3 separate regions of the Hordeum vulgare genome follow, and all the other regions are linked to region 2. Evidence: chromatin contacts called from public Hi-C data. All regions are on one chromosome and are shown on one strand. The core of a region is the stretch at or near the end of the contact, and the rest is flanking DNA. Distances in the headings are between cores, read along the strand shown.

Region 1 (3,815 bases), core at 340-2,839, 490 kb before region 2:
ACAACCTTGTTGCAGAGATTGTACAGCTGATGGTACCTTTTCACCATATGCAGTAGGCCCAGCCATGCTTACTAAACCAGTAGGCAGCTCACACCCTCCAAGCACCAATAGAGCAGCTTGAACCTGTATAACACTAGGAAAATAATTAATCAAGTAAACTTATTACAAATGACCATGAACTGATCACCATAAACACTTGAACGATGATTTAACAAATAGTGATTTGATCATGCAATCACCCTTGAAATGTAATATGGCTGCATCATAACTGACTCATGATATGTTCAGAGACGTCTCTCTCGGTGGTGCCTAGCACTTATGAGTGTAGTGTTGTAATTTTGGGATGTTGGCCCTTCCATGGGCTTGCACATAACCATTCCTTCGGACAACGCATCAAGGCTCAAAGCTTTTTGTGTTTTGTCAAAGGGAAAAATAACATGGGTGCACACGAACATAGAAAATGGACTTCTGTTTTTGTGCAATTCGGTATAACCACATAGGAGTGCATGGCATACAAACATCGTTTAGACAGTGAATCTTTTGGCAAAGCAATAACTGTGCCCCAAAACCATCAAGAACCGTACTCTAACACTGAACCATGTCACCTGCAAAATCACTGACAGATGGATGGCCACAGAAATGCAATAAGGAATAACCACAAGCAGAACAAGAGAAAAGGGTGAGAAATTTGAGAACAATAAAGGACAACAATCAAGAACCGTACTCTAACAACAGCAGAACAAGATACTAAGCTTTGATAATCTCCATATGTCAATTAAAAATTCATTCAAAACAATCATGCTTGGCCAAATCTCGCAGCATACGGTCCACTATTCAGCAACCATTCATAAGCACATCAAAGCAGGTAAAAACGTCCGAAATCTATCTAATAAAATGGCACACTTTAGCAATCAAGCACAGCACATATTACTAACAAAAGGTAATCGAATGTAAGCAGATATTAGCCCCTTTCCTGAAAGCTCGAACGACAGAACAGCCACAGAGGACACATTCTTGGCGCAATTCAATTCAGCAAGGGCGCAAACAAACCCTCCGCTGCTTCAAGTATTCAATTTCTCCATAGTACATAACCAATTCCTCTGAAAGTTCAATCAACAGAACTAAAAAATATATATTTCTACAGATATTACCAGGCTGAAAATCGAGGGAACTGTCTCCATGACGGTGCAATTCCACTGCAGGGGACATGGAAATCGATGGAACGATCGAAATCTACCAACAAACCTATATTTTCTGGGCGCAATTCGGAGCCCGCGCTCGCAGACAAAGTCAACACGGTCCGAAGAAACAGATGGGAACAAAAATTGAAGCGAACGGTGCAGAAGGCGCGACCTTTTGGGGCGGGACGGGGTCGAAGACGTAGACCTCCCCCTGGTACACCAGCGTCAGCTGCTCCGAGGCCGCGCTCAGGAGCGCGTCCGCCGCCGCGGCGTCGTCGTCGCCGGAGGCATCCGCCAGCGGGGGATCGTGGCCGTCCGCCGCGGGCTCCGCCGCCATCGGCTGGGGATCGGACGGTTGGGATGGGCCGGGACCCGGGAGAGGCGGCCGGGCTCTCTCGGTTCGCGCGCACGTGTGGGGGATGGGTGGGAGCCCGCACGTGTGATGGATTTATGTACACGGGCTTGCGTGTCCCGTCGAGGAGAGCGTGTGCGTGAGGGCTGCATATTTTGGGTTTTCGGTTCTAAACTCGGGGTATCTATTTGATCCGTAGATTGCTTCCGGTATCGAGGGGATGATTTCATAAATGTGGATGCGTAAACATGTCATTTAAAGATAGCAGCATATGTCTATTTGTATTTTACTTTTCATCTAATCAAAACAATTTAGTTATATTTATATATATTTCAAGTTGATCAGACTCTAAGCTCAACTAAAATGACCGTCGACATCCGTTCCTCATCCCAGGCCGGCCATGAGCCCCCAAAAATGAAGCACCACCTCTATTTGCTCTGCAACCCTTCACTTCGATGACATGTCTTCCCCATGTTCGACAGTCCATTCCTCATAATGCTGAGAGCCCTAGAGGTATATGCTTCACCGAGAGGGGAATAATAGCCTATGTCTTCTCTTTATTCGCCAGCGCCGCTCATCAGAGTGGCACCAGAGGGATATGCTTAACCGGACGAGAAGGATGGTCTTCGCTTCTGTGAAGCACGGATCAAGGCTGTTTTTTTGGAAGGGGGGACGGTGGTCCGCGAGTAGGCAAGACATCGACAATGCACGCCGGCGATGCGACGACGGTAGCCTTCGTGGGACCCAAGTGGCAACGCCTTCCCATGTTCTACTTTTCCTCCGCGAGGTGGCTTGGAGCGGCGAGTTGCTGCGGGAGGCACCCGCTTGGAGCCTCGCCCATGGTATTGATGGCCTTGAGCGGAAAGCAAGGTGGAGGAGAGAGTTGCCTAGCTCGTATCCGACGGGCTCGACGCACCATCCAGACGGCTTTTATGCGGGAGAACTCATCTTCCTGCTCGCCGGCTGTCACAAAGAGTGGGAGATGGGGAGCAATGTGTGGTGCGATTTTTGCCCTGCGTCAGGCGTTGTTTAAATAGCGGGTGGGTGCCCGGAGCCAACCGACATGTGTTTAATGTCAGTCCTCTAGAGAACGAACATTGGCCGGAGTAGGTTTCTGAGCATATGCGCGAGTTTAATGGAGGAAGGTATGTAGTCTCCAGCCATTTGAATGTGGTGGAAAGGTGTGTTCAGTCAAGGGTGCAGTGGGCGACGCTCTCTCGGTCGACGCACCGCTTCAATGTCGGTAGTGATAGGTCTCATTCGCTCTGGGCCAACATCAATGCGAAGCAGCCGCTATACATCAGCATGAATGCGGGCACGTGGCGAGGGGCTGGAATGCACGCGGGTGAGGGAGGAGGGTTTTGAGTGGGCCATGTTGCTAGACGCAGACGTGTGAGCGGTCTGGACACCCGCAAACCCTCGCCCCACTTTGTCTCTGGTTTGCAGCGAAAAACACGTTCAGAACGGCCCACGGACCGGTGCGGGACCGCGTTCGATGCCAAAACACATTCGAACCGCACGATCTGAACGGTTGCGAGTGGTTTGAGGTTCGGCGTTGGAGATACCGTAACGTCTCTTTGGTTTGACACGCATGGTGGTGACGTGAGGAGGGTTTCGACGCCATCATCTAATTCAATTTTTTTTAAAACTTGTGATCTATTCATCACACCATGACAGTACAAAGAACACAAGAAATAATAATAATAAACTACATCCATATTTGTATGCTACTTAGCGATGACTACAAGCACTTGAGCAAGCCGATGGCGTGTCATCGTCATCACCCTTCTTCATTGGAGCCAAGCCAACCTTGTTGTAGTAGCTAGTCAGGAAGTCATCGTCCTAAGTTCCAACAGAACCAACACACCAGAACAACAACCACCTTTAACGAAGAGAAGTGTAGATCGAAAGGATCCAACTTGTAGGCACAAGAGCACAAACGAACGAAGACTGGATCCATGAAAACCCAATGAAAACGAACAAAAATTAATGAATCTTGCTTGATCCATCGGAGACACGCCCACACAGCCTCCTACGAAGCGAGACACGCCGCCAGAACAAGGGCATGGTGGGAAGAACCATATTCCATCTTCACAGTCATCGCCGCACTTGACTTCCTAAGCAGGACACAAAGCCTAAGCAGACTAAAAATACACGTGAAGACAAAGCATGAGCCCTTCCGATTAAATTATGGCGGATCGAAAGTATGTCTAGAGGGGGGGGGGTGATTAGACTACTTGACCAAATTAAAACTTACCATTTTCCCAATTTTATCGGTAGGC
Region 2 (4,080 bases), core at 505-3,004:
TTCATCCACTGGGTGAAGGGGAGGCAAAGTCGGGGTATCTAGCGTGCAAGGAGCGGTGGGAGTGCATCGTGGCATTGATGCCAACGAGCGTCCCACCGTTCCTAGAGCCGGCGGACCCACTGCCTTGTCGTTGGAACCAGCTAGGGCTTGAAACCCAACATTAGAGTTGGGTGGGTGGATGAGAGCTTGAGGAAGACCGGATGGAGATTTGGGGCCTTGCATCATCTAGATGAAGAAGATTCAGTTTCAGAAGAGGAACTTGACTAGAAAAATCGCAATCCTAATTTGGCCACCATCGGGGATGCTTTCTTACGAGCTCAAAAACAGTGTTTGCATAATTGACCTAAGAAGCGGAGTTCTCGGATTGATGTCGTGGTGAGCTGCTTGGGAAAGAAGACCGCTCAAGCACATGTACCTTTGGCAACATCTGATTTCAGGTATGTCGATACCGAACAGGTTGCAAATCTGATATTGTCCCTTTTACCCGCAATTAGTCTCTGTATGGGTAGGTCCTTGGTTCCAAATTGTTGGTGGGAGACCTGTTTGTGTGGGAGCAGGGTCGGTGCTAAAATCGACAGATCTCGGGTAGAGGGTCCCAAACTGGTGATCGGAAACGATGGTAAACAGGGAGTAGAGACACACAGATTTACCCAGGTTCGGGTCTTCTCGAAGCGGTAAAACTCTACATCATGCTTGTGTTGTATTGATTGTGGATGTGATACAAAGTGCAAATGAACTACCTTGAGGTCGTGTTATAAGATCTAAACTTGTATGAGTGTCTCTAAAGGCTAAAGCCATCGGTTTATGTATGCACTGGGGGTATTTAGGTTTTACACATGGTTGGTTACAAGCTAGTGATAAACATGCTGAACATCAAAATAGACTTTGGAGTACATGCCAATTCTTCAAAGGTTTCCATGCTAGGTATGCCGAGGACCATAGCTTCGAGTGTGCTTCCTTAAAAGATTGATGGGTCATCTGTTCAGCCCATGGTTGACTCATCGACATGGTGAGCACCCCTTGGTCCAGTAAACCATGAGTAGCCCCTAAACTGGTCTTCAAAGCCCAGGACATTGACGCCCTCCTCAAACATCTTTTCCTTCTCACGATATTCAGCTTTATAGGAGGTGTGCGTTTTTTTGTACTTGGCGGGGTGTTTATGTTTCGTCGTGTATCCCTCTTCTTTCTTAGTACTCTTGCATGGTTTGAGAACGTGAATTAAATATTTTCTATCTACATATCCATATCAATATAAAAATAACGAGGTACGAAGATCCAACATATCTCACGAGCCAACCGTGTCTACCAATAATCTACGTCGCTTCGGTGTTTGGCACAAAACATATTTAGCACTAGACACGTTTAGCACCCTCTCTTAATAAATAACATCCTAATGTCAACGTCAACGTTAGCCAAGTAATTACATCATATGAAATGTTAACACACAATTTATATCTTGCCTCATAGTATTAACGTGTAATGCGATTACTGTCTTGCCTAATACTAACGTGATACACTTTTTTTTTTGAAACGTGCACACACACAGGATATAGTAACTCAAAACATCAAAAAAATGTTTTTGAGGGGAAGGGGGAACTCAAAACATCAACTTGGATTGGTTCAGGCAAGACGCGGTTTATGCTCGAAAGGTTTACAGCCCAGAAGCACCACCTCATCGACATCTCCTCAAGCCCAGCAGACCCATGCCCGCCGCTTAAGAAGGCCCAGCTCGCGCTAGCCTCACCTCTCGTGGCCCTCACGCTTTGCGTCCCGGCCAACCCTACTTGACCTCCTCGCGCCGCAAAACCCTAACGAGCGGCGAGCCGCCTCTCTCTCTGAGCATCATCACACCCCTCGCCCCCCCCAATCCCGCCGCGCGCGCCCCCCATCGCGGCCGCCCCCGAGCCCCCGCCCCGGAACCTTCCAGGACCCGCGGATCGCCGGAGCAGCCAGCCAGCCGGCGCGCGGCCATCGCCGCCACCGACGCGCGGCCATCGCCGCCACCGACGCGCGCATGGAGAAGCTCCGCATCCACCGCTGCGGCGGCGGCGCGGTCGCCTGGACGCCCTCCCCCATCGTCGCGCTCGCCACCTCCCCCTGCGCCTCCCAGGTCGCCGCCGCGCGAGAGGACGGCTCCCTCGAGCTATGGCTCGTCTCCCCCGGCTCGGCCGGGTGGCACAACCAGCTCGTACGCTCCCCCGCCGCACCCTCACCCTCCTCCTCGCCGCGCCGAGGTTTCTGCGACCAACCCCCCCGGGATTTCGCCGTGACCTGATTTTGGGTTTCTGTGGCCGCAGACTGTACAGGGAGGCGCCGAGTCGAGGGTCACGTCGCTTGTGTGGGTGCCAAATGGCGCAGGGGGCCGCCTGCTCTCTTCCAGCGTTGATGGGTCGGTGGCGGAATGGGATCTCTTCCACCTGCAGCAAAAGGTGCCGCGCTTTGCGTGCTTGTGCTACATTTCACTTCCAGTTCAAACGCACTCGTCATTTCACAAGCATAGGGGAATAGGTATAGGTTTCCAACTTGCTGGCAGTGTGTAGCAATGGCATGAAGTTCGAGGTTTGTGCATACCGCCCGGAAGCGTGTGATTGGGTTGTACAATGCCTGGTCCTCTTACCATCTTGGGTGCAGAAAATGCAACGTGGTAGGAGTGTATCTGACATAAGTTCCATTGGATGGTTACATCTGTTTTTATTTGAATGTACTTGTATATTTATGGCTTTGCTATCCTATTAGTCATTGTAAGTTTGTGGATGTAATCATGATGGTTTTATTATTGTCTTTTGTAGACTGTCCTAGATACTATTGGGGTACCGGTCTGGCAGATGGCCATGGAGCCTGCATATGATCAATTGATTTCTGGAAATAAAAGCTCAGGATGCACTGCCAATGGCCATGCAAATCATAACGGATCTACCGACTCTGAATTAAGTTATGTTGATGATGGTCAGAGCTCTGATGATGAAGATGATTCTGCAAAGACAAGCTCTTCGTATCGTGCGAATGAGTTTCCGCGTTTGGCTCTGGCATGTGACGATGGTTCTGTACGCCTGTATAATGTGCCTGAATCTGGCCCACTGACCTACTATAGATCTCTTCCAAGAGTGAGCGGTATGTCCTGTATATCTTTCATCTCCCTATTTTGGCAGTGATTTCAACTACGATGGTTATTTATGTGCTTACTTGCAGGACGAGTTTTGAGTGTGACATGGAGTAATAATGCCAAATTCATATTTTCTGGAAGCAGCGATGGGTATGTTACCATACCATTCAGTGTAAATAGCTTTTTATGATGGATCATATGTGATTCTTTCCGTGTACTCCCTCCGTTCCTAAATATAAGTCTTTTTAGATGTTTCACTACGAATTACATACGGATGTATATAGACATACTTTAGAGTGTAGATTCACTCATTTTGCTCCGTATGTAGTCTCTAGTGTGATCTCTAGAAAGACTTATATTTAGGAACGGATGCAGTATATAATTAGACTGTTGAGCATCTTTCTTTCTCTTCTATAATTATAGGCCATTGCTTTTTTATTTATGGGAATGTGATCTCTATGGGTTCATTTTTGTGATATAGTCTTGTACTATGCTCTACAGGTTAATTAGATGCTGGGATTCAACAATTTTCCATGAAAAGTATCGCATCACTGCTGGATTAGGGGGTGCTGGTAGTGGAAGTGAACTTTGTATATGGTCATTACTATTTCTGAGGTGAGACAACGCATATTCTTATGTTCGATGCTCTTCTCCCTCTGGCTGCTTGTTTTGATTGTTGCTGTTGCTATGTAGGTGCGGAACCCTTGTTAGCGGAGATAGTTCTGGGAGTGTTCAATTTTGGGATAACCGCCATGGAACTCTTCTTCAAGCCCACACTTACCATAAAGGCGATGTTAATGCACTAGCAACTGTGCCTAGTCAGAACCGGGTATTTTCTGCAGGATCTGATGGGCAGGTTGGTAGCATTGCTGAAACAGCTGTTAGGTGGATTAACTACACTTACGAAAACTTCTCTCTATGTCTGTGTTTTTGCCTTCAAAAACTTGAGAAGCTGTTATTGTTGAATGCAATACATG
Region 3 (3,591 bases), core at 545-3,044, 290 kb after region 2:
CTAAAAGATTTCACTACAGACTATGTATAAAAAAATGAGGAAACATGTACTTTAAAATATATCGTTATATATATTCGTATATAGTTTATAGTGAAACTTAAAAAAACTTAAATTAAGAAGCGGATCCTCCTTGTGAACCTTCAAAGCATTTAGAGAACAACTTCAACGAAGCGACTCATTTTGTCCGTCTCCGTTCGTTTGGATCCGTGCGGACAAATGTGATGGCTAACATGCGGACCCATTGCCAAAACGTGTCTGTTCTGCGTCCGCGTCGACCCATTTTCAGCCCAAATTTGGGACTGAAATGGGTCGGTGCGGACGCAAAACGGACGCGCGCCCTTTCGTTGTCCGTTCCATCCACACCCGTCGGTCGTTCAACTATCCGCGGTCAACCTAATTAATGACGACCACCATCCACGAACCCATGCGTCAGCGATCGTGGTCGGTCTTTTTTAATCCGAGCATGCGGAGGGGTTCGGCCTCATCTGCTTCCACACCCCCGTCCCCATCTCGCCTCCTCTCTGCTCCCTCGTCGGCGACCAAACCCTAGCCAGCAGCCACGACCGGCTTCGCCCAAAACAACGGCAAGCCCCTCGTCGTCTATCCCCGCGCGTTGCGTCAGGAGGAGGTCGCCTACTGCCAGCATAGGAGGACGCTGCGCATGGCGGAGGAGCGCGCACGTGCTGTGTCACCGGCGCCACCAGCAATGCCCGCGCCGGCATAGCCCAACCTCACTGGCCCCGACGCCGACGCCGAGGACGTCTAGGGTAACGCGTAGTTTAGTTTTTTTTATGTTCAATTATAATATAATGAAGACGCGTGGACTCTCGTCGGTCTTCATGGCCGGCTTTAATGTTTAATTAATGTTTTTTTCAAAAATGTTTGTAATTTTTTACATGTCATTATAAAACGAATCAGATCAGTGTTTGACGCATGCGCCGACACAGATGAAAAAACAAACATTGGTGTGGGTCGGACCAATCCAAATGAACAAAAGGCGGATTAGTGTGCCCTTTAATTATTTGGGAAACCCAGCGCGCGGAAACCACGAACCGGTCTCGGTTCCAGAGCGGAGCTCGTCGCGCCTGTCCATGGCCGGTGCGGCGTGCAACTTGCAGTGGACGACGATTCCAAGCCGCCACGCCATCCCACGTGATGTCAGTCAGTCACGAGATCCCCGGTCGACCCGTGCGTGCGCGCCACCACCACGGTTACACATCCAGGCGTCATCAATTCAACAAATTACTAGCACCCGTACGCGATCCGATCGACCAAAGAAACCACAGAGCGATCTGCGGCGAAATGAACGGATACGAAAACCCTCGGCTTCATGATCCACACGAACGAATACTTTACTGCCATACAGGAGCTGCGCCGTCCTGATCCTGGCAAAGAAACACCAAATAAGGGGCGTCAGGTCGGACCTGACAGTTGACAGGACCGATCAACAGACCAACCATGCATTTGTGCTTGGGGATCTGCTTCTGCCCCCGGCGTCAAACTGACGAGATATATTTCAGATGATTTGGCAAGAGGTCAATCAGCAGAGGGGCTGACGCGTACGCTGTGGAGTTAGAATGCAGTGACCCGCCGGAGGAGTAAAGAATCGTCATCTCGAGTGCTTTCGGAGCTTCCATCTTTGGCCCGCCCGCACGCCACCACCACCTCCTATAATTACTCGGTATGTTTTTTAGTAGATATTAAAATAGGGGGAAGAGAGAAAGAAGCGCAAAGGCTCTCCTCCTGGATCTTGAGTTCTTGATAAGTTAAAGAAATGGCAGTAGGTCTGTGTACCTATCTATCCAGATCCTCTCAGCTCTCAAAACAAGTCATGTTACAGCTGTAGAAGCAGAGGAAGAAGAGAGGAAAGTTGAGAAGTCACACTGCATCACCAGTTTCTTTCACCACCACCACCGAAGTAGGGGTACTGTGGTAGGCACAGTAGACAGCAGTGACAGTATAAAAATTCTCTCCCCACCCTCCTCCTAGCGAGCGAGCGAGCGCGGCAACGGCCAACGACAGCGGCAGAAGCAGAAGCAGAGCCGAAGCCAGATCCGAAGCCGCCGCCGCCGCCGCCTCCGTCGAGCCGGGACAAGAACAGCGGTCTCGCCAATGGACATGGAGCTCGACGCCGCCCGACACGGGTTCGCCAAGATGGGCTTCGGGTCCGTCGGCCTCTCCTCTCTGCTTGTGTACTAACCAACTACTACCATCCTTGGCTGGAGCAGTAGCTGACAGGGAGACTGCTTCTTGGTCGTGTGGTGTGTGGTCGCAGGTGCAAGCACTACAGGAGGCGGTGCAGGATCCGGGCGCCATGCTGCAACGACGTCTTCCACTGCCGCCATTGCCACAACGACTCCACGGTCTCTGCTCCGCTCCGCATCCCTTCTCTCTGCTCTGGTTTGGTTGGCGCTCCTCACATTTCTTTCCGCTTTTTCATCTGCATCTTCTTCTCCTTCTTCTTCCTGGACCGGGCTTAGAAAGACGGGCACGAGCTCGACCGCCATGCAGTCCAATCGGTGCGCGCTTCCCTCACTGCTTCCTCCTCTTCAATCTCCATTTCTCATACGCCATTATATTGCGTTCCCAGTGCCCCGGACATCTTGTTTCTTGACTTCACCTTCAAACTTAATTTTCCTTTCCTCGTAGGTCATATGTCTCGTCTGTGACACCGAGCAGCCGGTCAGCATCTGAGGCGATTCCCCCAGTTTCTTGTGCTGCTGATAGCTTCAGAGTTTCGGTATAACACTAACAGATTGATTGGTGGGTGATCATCAGGTGGCGCAAGTGTGCAGCAACTGCGGCGTGTGCATGGGGGACTACTTCTGCCGGGCGTGCAAATTCTTCGACGACGACGTGAGAATTGAGATCCCTGTCCCTGCCCCTGTCCCTGTGCTGGATTTGGATTTGGATTTGGATTCGGTGGTGATTGATTGGGTTGTTGCTGATGGGATCTTGCTGCTGCTGCTGCTGTGCAGGTCGACAAGGAGCAATACCACTGCAAAGACTGCGGCATCTGCAGGTAGGCACCCCCATCCTATGCTCACTCTCACTTCCACTTTCGGTTCTTCTACTTTGACATATCGCCCCGCATGAAAGTTCAAGCTGCCGAGCTGACTGAAACCATGATCAACAGGGTTGGAGGCAAGGACAACTTCTTCCACTGCCACAAGTGCGGTAAGCATTCCGGCGATCCTTCCACGACACACTCCGAATCACCCCGAACCTCAATCCGCCATCTGATCTGCCGCAGGATCGTGCTACTCGGTGACCCTCAGGGACAAGCATGTGTGCATCGAGGACGCGATGAAGAACAACTGCCCGATCTGCTACGAGTACCTGTTCGACTCCCTGAGGGAGGCGTCAGTGCTGAGGTGCGGCCACACCATGCACCTGCACTGCTTCCACGAGATGCTCAAGCACGACAAGTAATCCATCGCCCATGCCTACCCACCGGCCTCCCATCCCTTTCGTGTGATCTTGGTCTTCTTCTTGCTTGGATAAGATAGATAGATGACGACGCTGTTTTTGAACGCACTTGCAGGTTCACTTGCCCCATGTGCTCCGTGTCCATCTTTGACATGGAGAAAT

Evidence for each region. A called contact is a pair of places that touch in the nucleus more often than the background predicts.
Region 1: a Hi-C map of leaf shows a contact between it and region 2, with 3 times the contacts expected there. The contact joins the promoter of LOC123447690 here to the promoter of LOC123447693 in region 2. A contact is called at or near these places in 2 of 6 Hi-C or Micro-C datasets (leaf and seedling).
Region 3: a contact with region 2 is called in a Hi-C map of leaf, with 6 times the contacts expected there. The contact joins the promoter of LOC123447695 here to the promoter of LOC123447693 in region 2. A contact is called at or near these places in 3 of 6 Hi-C or Micro-C datasets (leaf and seedling) and 1 of 1 datasets of contacts at active chromatin or transcription factors (embryo).

The regions. Positions count from the first base shown.
Region 1 is chr4H:28,521,793-28,525,607 of MorexV3_pseudomolecules_assembly, forward strand. It overlaps LOC123447690 (GATA transcription factor 19-like), which reads right to left and starts at 1,590. Exons shown (of 8, transcript XM_045124319.1): 1 at 1,354-1,590; 2 at 37-123. The coding sequence starts at 1,518.
Region 2 is chr4H:29,016,376-29,020,455 of MorexV3_pseudomolecules_assembly, forward strand. It overlaps LOC123447693 (WD repeat-containing protein PCN-like), which reads left to right and starts at 1,755. Exons shown (of 11, transcript XM_045124324.1): 1 at 1,755-2,188; 2 at 2,298-2,429; 3 at 2,790-3,111; 4 at 3,190-3,253; 5 at 3,605-3,718; 6 at 3,797-3,959. The coding sequence starts at 2,015.
Region 3 is chr4H:29,303,908-29,307,498 of MorexV3_pseudomolecules_assembly, forward strand. It overlaps LOC123447695 (E3 ubiquitin-protein ligase SRFP1-like), which reads left to right and starts at 1,795. Exons shown (of 11, transcript XM_045124327.1): 1 at 1,795-2,165; 2 at 2,276-2,363; 3 at 2,485-2,519; 4 at 2,650-2,682; 5 at 2,779-2,856; 6 at 2,979-3,022; 7 at 3,137-3,177; 8 at 3,254-3,428; 9 at 3,545-3,591. The coding sequence starts at 2,315.